Linked DNA regions of Zea mays: region 1 is linked to region 2. The links are chromatin contacts, called in public Hi-C maps. All regions are on one chromosome and are shown on one strand. Each heading gives the region's core, a stretch centred on a gene start, on an enhancer-like site or on the middle of the called end of the contact. The rest is flanking DNA. Distances are from core to core; before and after follow the strand shown.

Region 1 (3,584 bases), core at 723-3,222, 120 kb after region 2:
CCTTAAGAGGGGAATATTTCAGGGATAACATAGGTAATCAGGGGCATAACTGTATTTGACAGGGTGGAACCGTCCCCTGGTTACCTATAAATACACCTGCACTGCACCCTATTGCAGGAGGCTGAAAAACATTTTTGCGCTAATACACTGTGTTAACAAGCATCAAATAATTTCCGCACTCCCATTGTTTCAATTAGCTTGACCACGTGTCGGCAAGTGCCAACAAGTGGTGGGCAAGGCCCGCCTGCCGGCGCAGGGTGCACCGTGCACACGGGATTTGGCTGGGACGAGGTGGGGTGAAAGCGGGAGAAGACATAAGTGGGTCGAGAGCTTGGGTTTTCTTCTTTTCTTTTCTAAATTCTAATTCTAGTTTTCTTTATTTCCATTTCAAATTTGCATTCAAGTCTAGGTTCCAACTTTAGAACTTAAATGCACAATTAGAAATTCAGCATGCTATGCAAAAGTGGAATATTTATTCATTATTTTGTATTTATTGTTTATCTATATAAGTGCTTCTAGATGTAATATTAGTGAAAGAAACATTTATATATTAACCAAATAGGAAAACTCCCTATTATTTATTTTTCTGAGATTTGAAATTATAACTTAAATTTAAATTTTTATATATAAATCAATTTAAATCCGAGTCATTAAATCCCAATATCATGTTTATATGTTTATTCATTTGGAAGGATATGCTTCATAATAAACCATATGCTAGAATCCACTCAAATTTTATCCCACAAAAGAATAAAGGGACTTCCTAGTTTCTTAAAACGTATTTTAGGGTTTACACCAGTCCTCGACTGCGTCGACAACACGTCCCGCTCCACCACGTCCTCGCGCGAGTGCATGTCCTAGGTGTTAGGCACCACGGCTAGTCACTCGACTGCTCCGGTCCATCAGCCAATACCTAGCATTTGTCCTTCACCGCTCCCAGTTCGTCAGCACGAGCCCGCATGACTTCACCTCAGTCGTCGACCATCGTCCCTGTGCTCCACACCTGCACACCATAAGCCGACAGATATGGTTGCACATACACATAACTCACACCTCGGTCAGTCCACGACTCGACCCGAGACGCTACCCATTCACAATCACTCATCATCAACCCGGACCACAACCTTATGTTCGCACATAAAGGAGTCGGCAGAGAGGAAAAAACAAGGAAGAGGATAGAGTCTGAAATCTAGTGGAAGAACTTGTCAGGATTAAAGCATCTATTCTAGACTAGGTACATCGTCAAGTGGCAATTGTTGTTAGGCAGCTAACCTAGCAGGGGTTGATGCCTCCTCCCAACATGGTTATTCCTAAAAGTCGACACAGCAGTTGCGCGTCCACGAAAATATCTGAAGGACAGCGGTTCCTAGTGGATGATATTGGCCATCCAATGCCTTGTGAGCTACATATAGGCGTCAGAAATCTGACAACTAAGGTTGCTTATGGTATGGCGCCTCCGCCACTCACAAGGCCAACATACTGTGGGGGCGAAATTTCAGGCAGGTACTCAGTGATAAACGTTGATTAGATCTGTGTTGGATACAAAGATCTAGAGCTAATATTATAGGGGGTGACGATGAAACCATGTTTTCACATATCATACATAGATTTATTCTATGATAGAAAAGATACATTAAAATACAGAATTCCAATCTAAGAATTAAAAGTATTGGTCAAAAAAGTTCTCCGTCTAGTCGAAGGAGTCTTTCACCTCTTCTGCCAACTAGAAGGAGCCTCCCTCTCCATCGGAACATCATAAGAAAAGGAGCCATTCACCTGCACTAAAAGTTATGGGACAAAATAAAAATAATAAAGAATAATAGTGGAGGGTGTTATTTGTAGCATATATAAAGCAACAAGAAACGTGAAATTCAAAATAAATGATGATGATTTAATATGTGTACTAAATAAGCACATGATATGTTTTCATAAATAAGTGGAGCGGAGATGGCCAGGCAGCTAGGGACGCTAGGCACCGTTGTGGCTGTGCGGAACTGCACAAGAGCGTTTCGCCTCGGCCACCACGAACGGAGAAGGCGGCAGCCATGGCCATGGAGGAAGCGGGGAAGATGACATGCAGGAAGAAGGGTGGTCTGAGAACAATGCCCTTCATCTTCGGTAAGCGAGTTTACTAACCAACAGGTGCTGTTTTTGCTGGGAGCCTTGATCTCAATTGGTTTAATTTTTGCGTTTGCACTTCCGCCCGCGCAGCAAACGAGGTGGCGGAGAAGCTCGCCGTGGTGGGTTTCTCGACCAACATGCTGACGTACCTGACCACTCAGCTGCACATGCCGCTGGCGAAGGCCGCCACCACGCTCACCAACTTCGGCGGCACCTCCGCCGCGACGCCCCTCATCGGTGCCTTCCTCGCCGACGCCTGCATCGGCCGGTTCTGGACCATCGCCGCCGCGTCCGTCGTCTACCAAGCCGTACGTGCACTGTGGAACCCTCTTGCCAAGAAATGCATACAGCATACGTCGTGGGCGTGGTGAACTGCGCGCGGCTGCGAGTGAATGAATGATCACTGACGTCCGTCGCGCACAGGGCATGGCGCTCCTGACGGTGTCAGCGGCGCTGCCGCGGTTCCGGCCGGCGCCGTGCAAGCCCGGCGGCGCGGTGGCATGCCAGGAGGCCGCGCCGTGGCAGCTGGCGGTGCTGTACGTGTCCCTGCTCCTGAACGCGGTGGGCGCGGGCGGGTACCGCCCCTGCATCGTGGCGTTCGGGGCGGACCAGTTCGACGAGTCGCGGGCGGCGGAGCGCGCGCGGAGCTGGGGCTTCTTCAACTGGTACTACTTCTGCAACGGCGCGTCCATGCTGCTGGCCGTCACGGCGGTGGTGTACGTGCAGGACAACGTGGGCTGGGGCTGGGGCCTCGGCGTGCCGGCCTTCTGCATGGGCGTCTCCGTCGCCGCCTTCGTGGCCGGGTACCCGATGTACCGGAGGCTGGAGCCCGCGGGGAGCCCGTTCACGCGGCTCGCGCAGGTTGTCGTCGCCGCTGTCAAGAAGCGGCGGCTGCCGGCGGCGGACGTCGACCCCGCGTTGCTGTACGAGGACGACGAGCTCGACGCGCCCATCTCCATGTACGGCAAGCTTGTGCACACGGATCAGCTCAGGTACCTTGGTCCCGCTGCCTAACTCTGCTACCGGCTCTGTTCTTTCACTGCCGACTGCAGTGCACTGCACTGGTAAGGATCGGGGCCCATTTTTTGTGGTGGTTTGACTGGATGGACTGCCGACAACCGACAACCCATAAGAAATTGCCAAGAAAGGATCACGGACAGGGTAGATCCAATCACAAGGCCATGTGAAGTGGCGCCGAAAATGGACAAGTCCGCAACGGTACAATTTCTCGTGTTGTCCGGTCTTGACTTGGACACTGAGAGAAGAAGATCATAACGCACGGGTCCACGTTTGTTTGCTCAAGCAAGCGTGATTGCAGTCTCGGTTAATTGTCACTTGTCAATGGTGGATACACCCTATCCTGAAATTCGTCGTGGACACTCAACAGGGAGTCATATTCTAAGCTGTATTTTTCTGTGAAATTAAACTTGTCACTATGGATCAAACATAAATTAGTCTGAATC
Region 2 (3,483 bases), core at 837-3,336:
TTAAACTAACTCTATGCACACTCTAATCACATGTTATATTAAACTAACTCTAATTACACTCTAATCACACCCTAAACTAACTCTAATCACATGAAAGTTAACTCCCGTCGGCCATAAAAAACCGACGAAAATAAACATTTATACACACATTTAACAATATCACTCGCATTTATATTAAATAATTCAAACAATAATATACCTTAACGGTCCGGGGCGGCTGCGGCACTCCGCGGCGGCGGCGTTGGTGGCGGCGAGCAGCGGGCGATGCTTCGGGGGCGGGCGGCGCAACGGGGACGGGCTACAGACGGCGCTCCGGGGCCGGCGGCGCGGCGGACAGCGCTCCGGAGGCGGGGCGGGCGACGGTCGTTGCTCCGGGAGCGGGCGGCGCTCCGGGGGCGTGGGCGGGCGGCGGGCGGCGCTACGGGGGCGGAAGCGACGCGGCGGGCGGCGCTCCGGGGCGGTGGCGGTTGCGGGCGGCGCTCCCGTGGCGGTGGCGGCCGCCGGGCGCGCTCCTAGGCGGTGGCGGGCGCGCGGCCGGGTCGGTGGTGGGCGGCGGGCGGCGCCGGGGGCAGTGGTGGGCGGCGGGCGCGCGGCCGGGGCGGTGGTGGGCGGCGGCCGGCGTCGGGGGCGGCGTTTCTACGGCGGCGGCGAACGAGCAAGGCTTGGAGAAGAGAGAAAATGAGTCGCGCGGGTGACCGCCCGGCACATAAAGCATTAACTCCCGTCGGCTGGCGTCAGGGCCGACGGGAGTTAACTAATTCCCGTCGGCTGGCGGCTGAGCCGACGGGAGTTAAACTGAAGCCCGTCGGCCGGCGGCTGGGCCGACGGGAGTAACACTAAAGCCCGTGGGCTGGCTTTTAGCCGACGGGAGTTACTTAATTTCCGTCGGCCCGCGCAAAGGCCGACGGGAATTAATATAGCCGACGGGAATCTTCTTGATTCCTGTAGTGTATTATAACCAACTTAGTGTAAATTGACTGTTTGAGGCTGTAAATGAATTCAAACGAAAAATTTGTCAACTACAAAGTTCCATAACTTTTGAAGTTCTATATTTTTGTTTTGACACTTTCCCATGCGAAGTCGTTTGCAAAATTTTCATTTTAAATTTCTCAATTTAGATGCAATTTTTGTGAGCCAAAATGATTTCAAATAAAAAATTGTCAACTACAAAGTTTAATAACTTTTAGAGATATACAACTTTTATGTTGGTGTTTTTTTCGTACGAGGTCATTTACAAAACTAAAAAATTAAAGATAAAAATGATTTCTAGTGAAGGTTTCTTAAAAAACGGCACTAGAAATTGATTTTTAGTGGCAGTTCCTTAAAAAACCATCACTAGAAATTATTTACCATGCTAAGGCCCGTTTGGTTTGAGGGACAAAAGATTACCTCTTTATTTTAGTCTCATTTAGTCTCTAAATTGCCAAACTTTGAGCCTGAAACAAAGACTAAAGTGTTCTAGTCTCTAGTCCTTTAAAGTGTAACTAAAAGGGACTAAACCATATTAATTTTACTTTTTACCTCTCATTTATTTCAATTACACTAATTGCGAAAGAATGTTAAGGAGTATTTTGTCTTTTTATGATTTATTTAATATGCTCTGAATACTTTTAGTCCCTATAACTAGATAGAGATATGGACTAAACTTTAGTCTCCTAACTAAACTTTAGTATTGAACTAGAGGAACCGAATATGTTCTAAGGCGACAGTAATATCATTCCGTCTCTTAGGACAACTATGCTGCATTGCCTGCATGCGTGCACGCTCTCCTCCCTCCTCCGGACCACTCTGACTGCTCTAACTGTATGTTTGCTCTCGATCACTAGTTCACTACTCCACGGCCAGCTAATGCATGGAAAGATGAACGAGGCATCAAAGACGAAAGAACGCAGCTCATGTCCATTTCTTGGACACTGCTGTGCAGCTAGATGTGGAGCCAGGCTAATAGGAAGAGGTGTCTTGTGAACTGCGACGCGACGTCGCGACGCGACGCGAGGAAGGTGACGGAGGCTGGTCTACAAGTACTGACCAAGTGGCTAACCATTGACCGGTGAGCAACCGAGCGCACTGCAGCAATGGTTGTTGGTCCAAGCACGCATCGAGCCAATCATGCAGTGCAAAAGCTAGCGTGAGCTGAGGTCCCGTCATCCACTAGAGGCTAGACGAACATGTCATATCGGTGGCGTGGGGGAGGCTTAATTAAAGTCTGGGTGATCGGACAAAAGCCAGTTGCTTGTTGATATATTGAGCGCGGAAGGGGCGGATCGTTATCACCCTACGTACGTCGCTCTCACGATTCACTCTTTCCGCGCTATCACCCTACGTACGTCGCTCTCACGATTCACTCTTTCCGCGCTCAATTCGTGCCAGACGCGCGGAAGCAAGCTCTATGCTTGACTGCTTTATACTGTCTCCTACAATAGTCTGTAAATCATCTTCTATGCTAGATGTAGCGAACGGACGCCTCCGCAGTGCCTCCAGCAAGGTCCGGTAAACGGGGCGTTAAAATTTAGCGGACACGTTAGAGCCGCTAAATCTAGAGGAGTCATGTTCATCCGCTATAAGCGCCCTACGTCGCACATCCGATGAACACGACGCCATAGCCGCCACAGACGAGATAACAGTGACGCTGGGAAAACGGCCAACATACTCACCGTCGAGCTAAAGACGGCAACATACTCACCGTCGAGCTCACTGAGGACGCCATGGGGTACTCATCGTTGAGCTCACGTCTCCCACCAGCGCACAGGCGTTCTGCTGTGGTGACACAGAGTCGCTCGGCGACGGCGGTGGTGGCCGTCATCGAGCAGCTGGGATACGACGTCCGTCATCGATGTGGACCAATGCAGGGCATCTACTGCCGATGGCGTGGAGGAGCTCGGTCGACGAGGAGCTAGGATGTGGTAGAGGATAGTCCTGCAAGATAGGTCGTGCCGTGCTGGCCCGGCACGAGCCCGTCGTGCTTCGGGCTTCAAAGTGTCGAGTCGGGCTTTATCGTGCCTATGGACTAAAATGGAGGCCCAGCACGGCACTAAAGCCCGTCGTGCTTGAATCGGGCCGTGCTTTTTTAGGCCTGGCACACAATTGAAAATAAAAACAGTCCATTTTACATTAAAAGCCCACAGTCCATATTAACAGCAATGAACACAAACAACTACAACTTATAATTAACAGAAACCCTCAAACAACATAAACATCAATTAACACAAACAAGTTTTGAGGGAAAATTCATTTTATTCCTCGATCTGCCTCGTTAAAAACCTTACACCCCAGTGTGGGGCTCCCTCTGTAAGGAAAAGAGTACAGATCGGTAAAAGTTTTAATGTCCACAGTCCACAGTCCATATTACATTCACAATCCACAATAACAGAATGAACTAGATAAAATAAGTAACACTAATCATGGCTGAAATCAGCAAAAGCTTGTTCAATCTCAGGATCTTCAAGTTGATGCTGCTTTCTATCTTCTGCTCTTTTCCAATCC

The links. Hi-C and Micro-C count contacts between places; a contact is called where the count stands out from the background.
Region 1: a Hi-C map of bundle sheath shows a contact between it and region 2, with 5 times the contacts expected there. The contact joins the promoter of LOC100191990 here to the enhancer-like site in region 2. A contact is called at or near these places in 4 of 25 Hi-C or Micro-C datasets (bundle sheath, ear, leaf and 1 more).

What each region holds. Positions count from the first base shown.
Region 1 is chr9:34,481,840-34,485,423 of Zm-B73-REFERENCE-NAM-5.0, forward strand. It overlaps LOC100191990 (Protein NRT1/ PTR FAMILY 3.1), which reads left to right and starts at 1,973. Exons shown (of 4, transcript NM_001348733.1): 1 at 1,973-2,118; 2 at 2,212-2,429; 3 at 2,545-3,113. The coding sequence starts at 2,046.
Region 2 is chr9:34,366,710-34,370,192 of Zm-B73-REFERENCE-NAM-5.0, forward strand. No RefSeq gene overlaps it. Among protein-coding and RNA genes, the nearest start is that of LOC100191990, 120 kb to the right of the region's middle. Within about 2 kb of position 2,087, at least 14 of the 20 cell types and tissues checked have an H3K27ac peak or open chromatin away from gene starts, as enhancers often do. A contact at or near this core is called in bundle sheath, ear, leaf and 1 more, where this site is marked.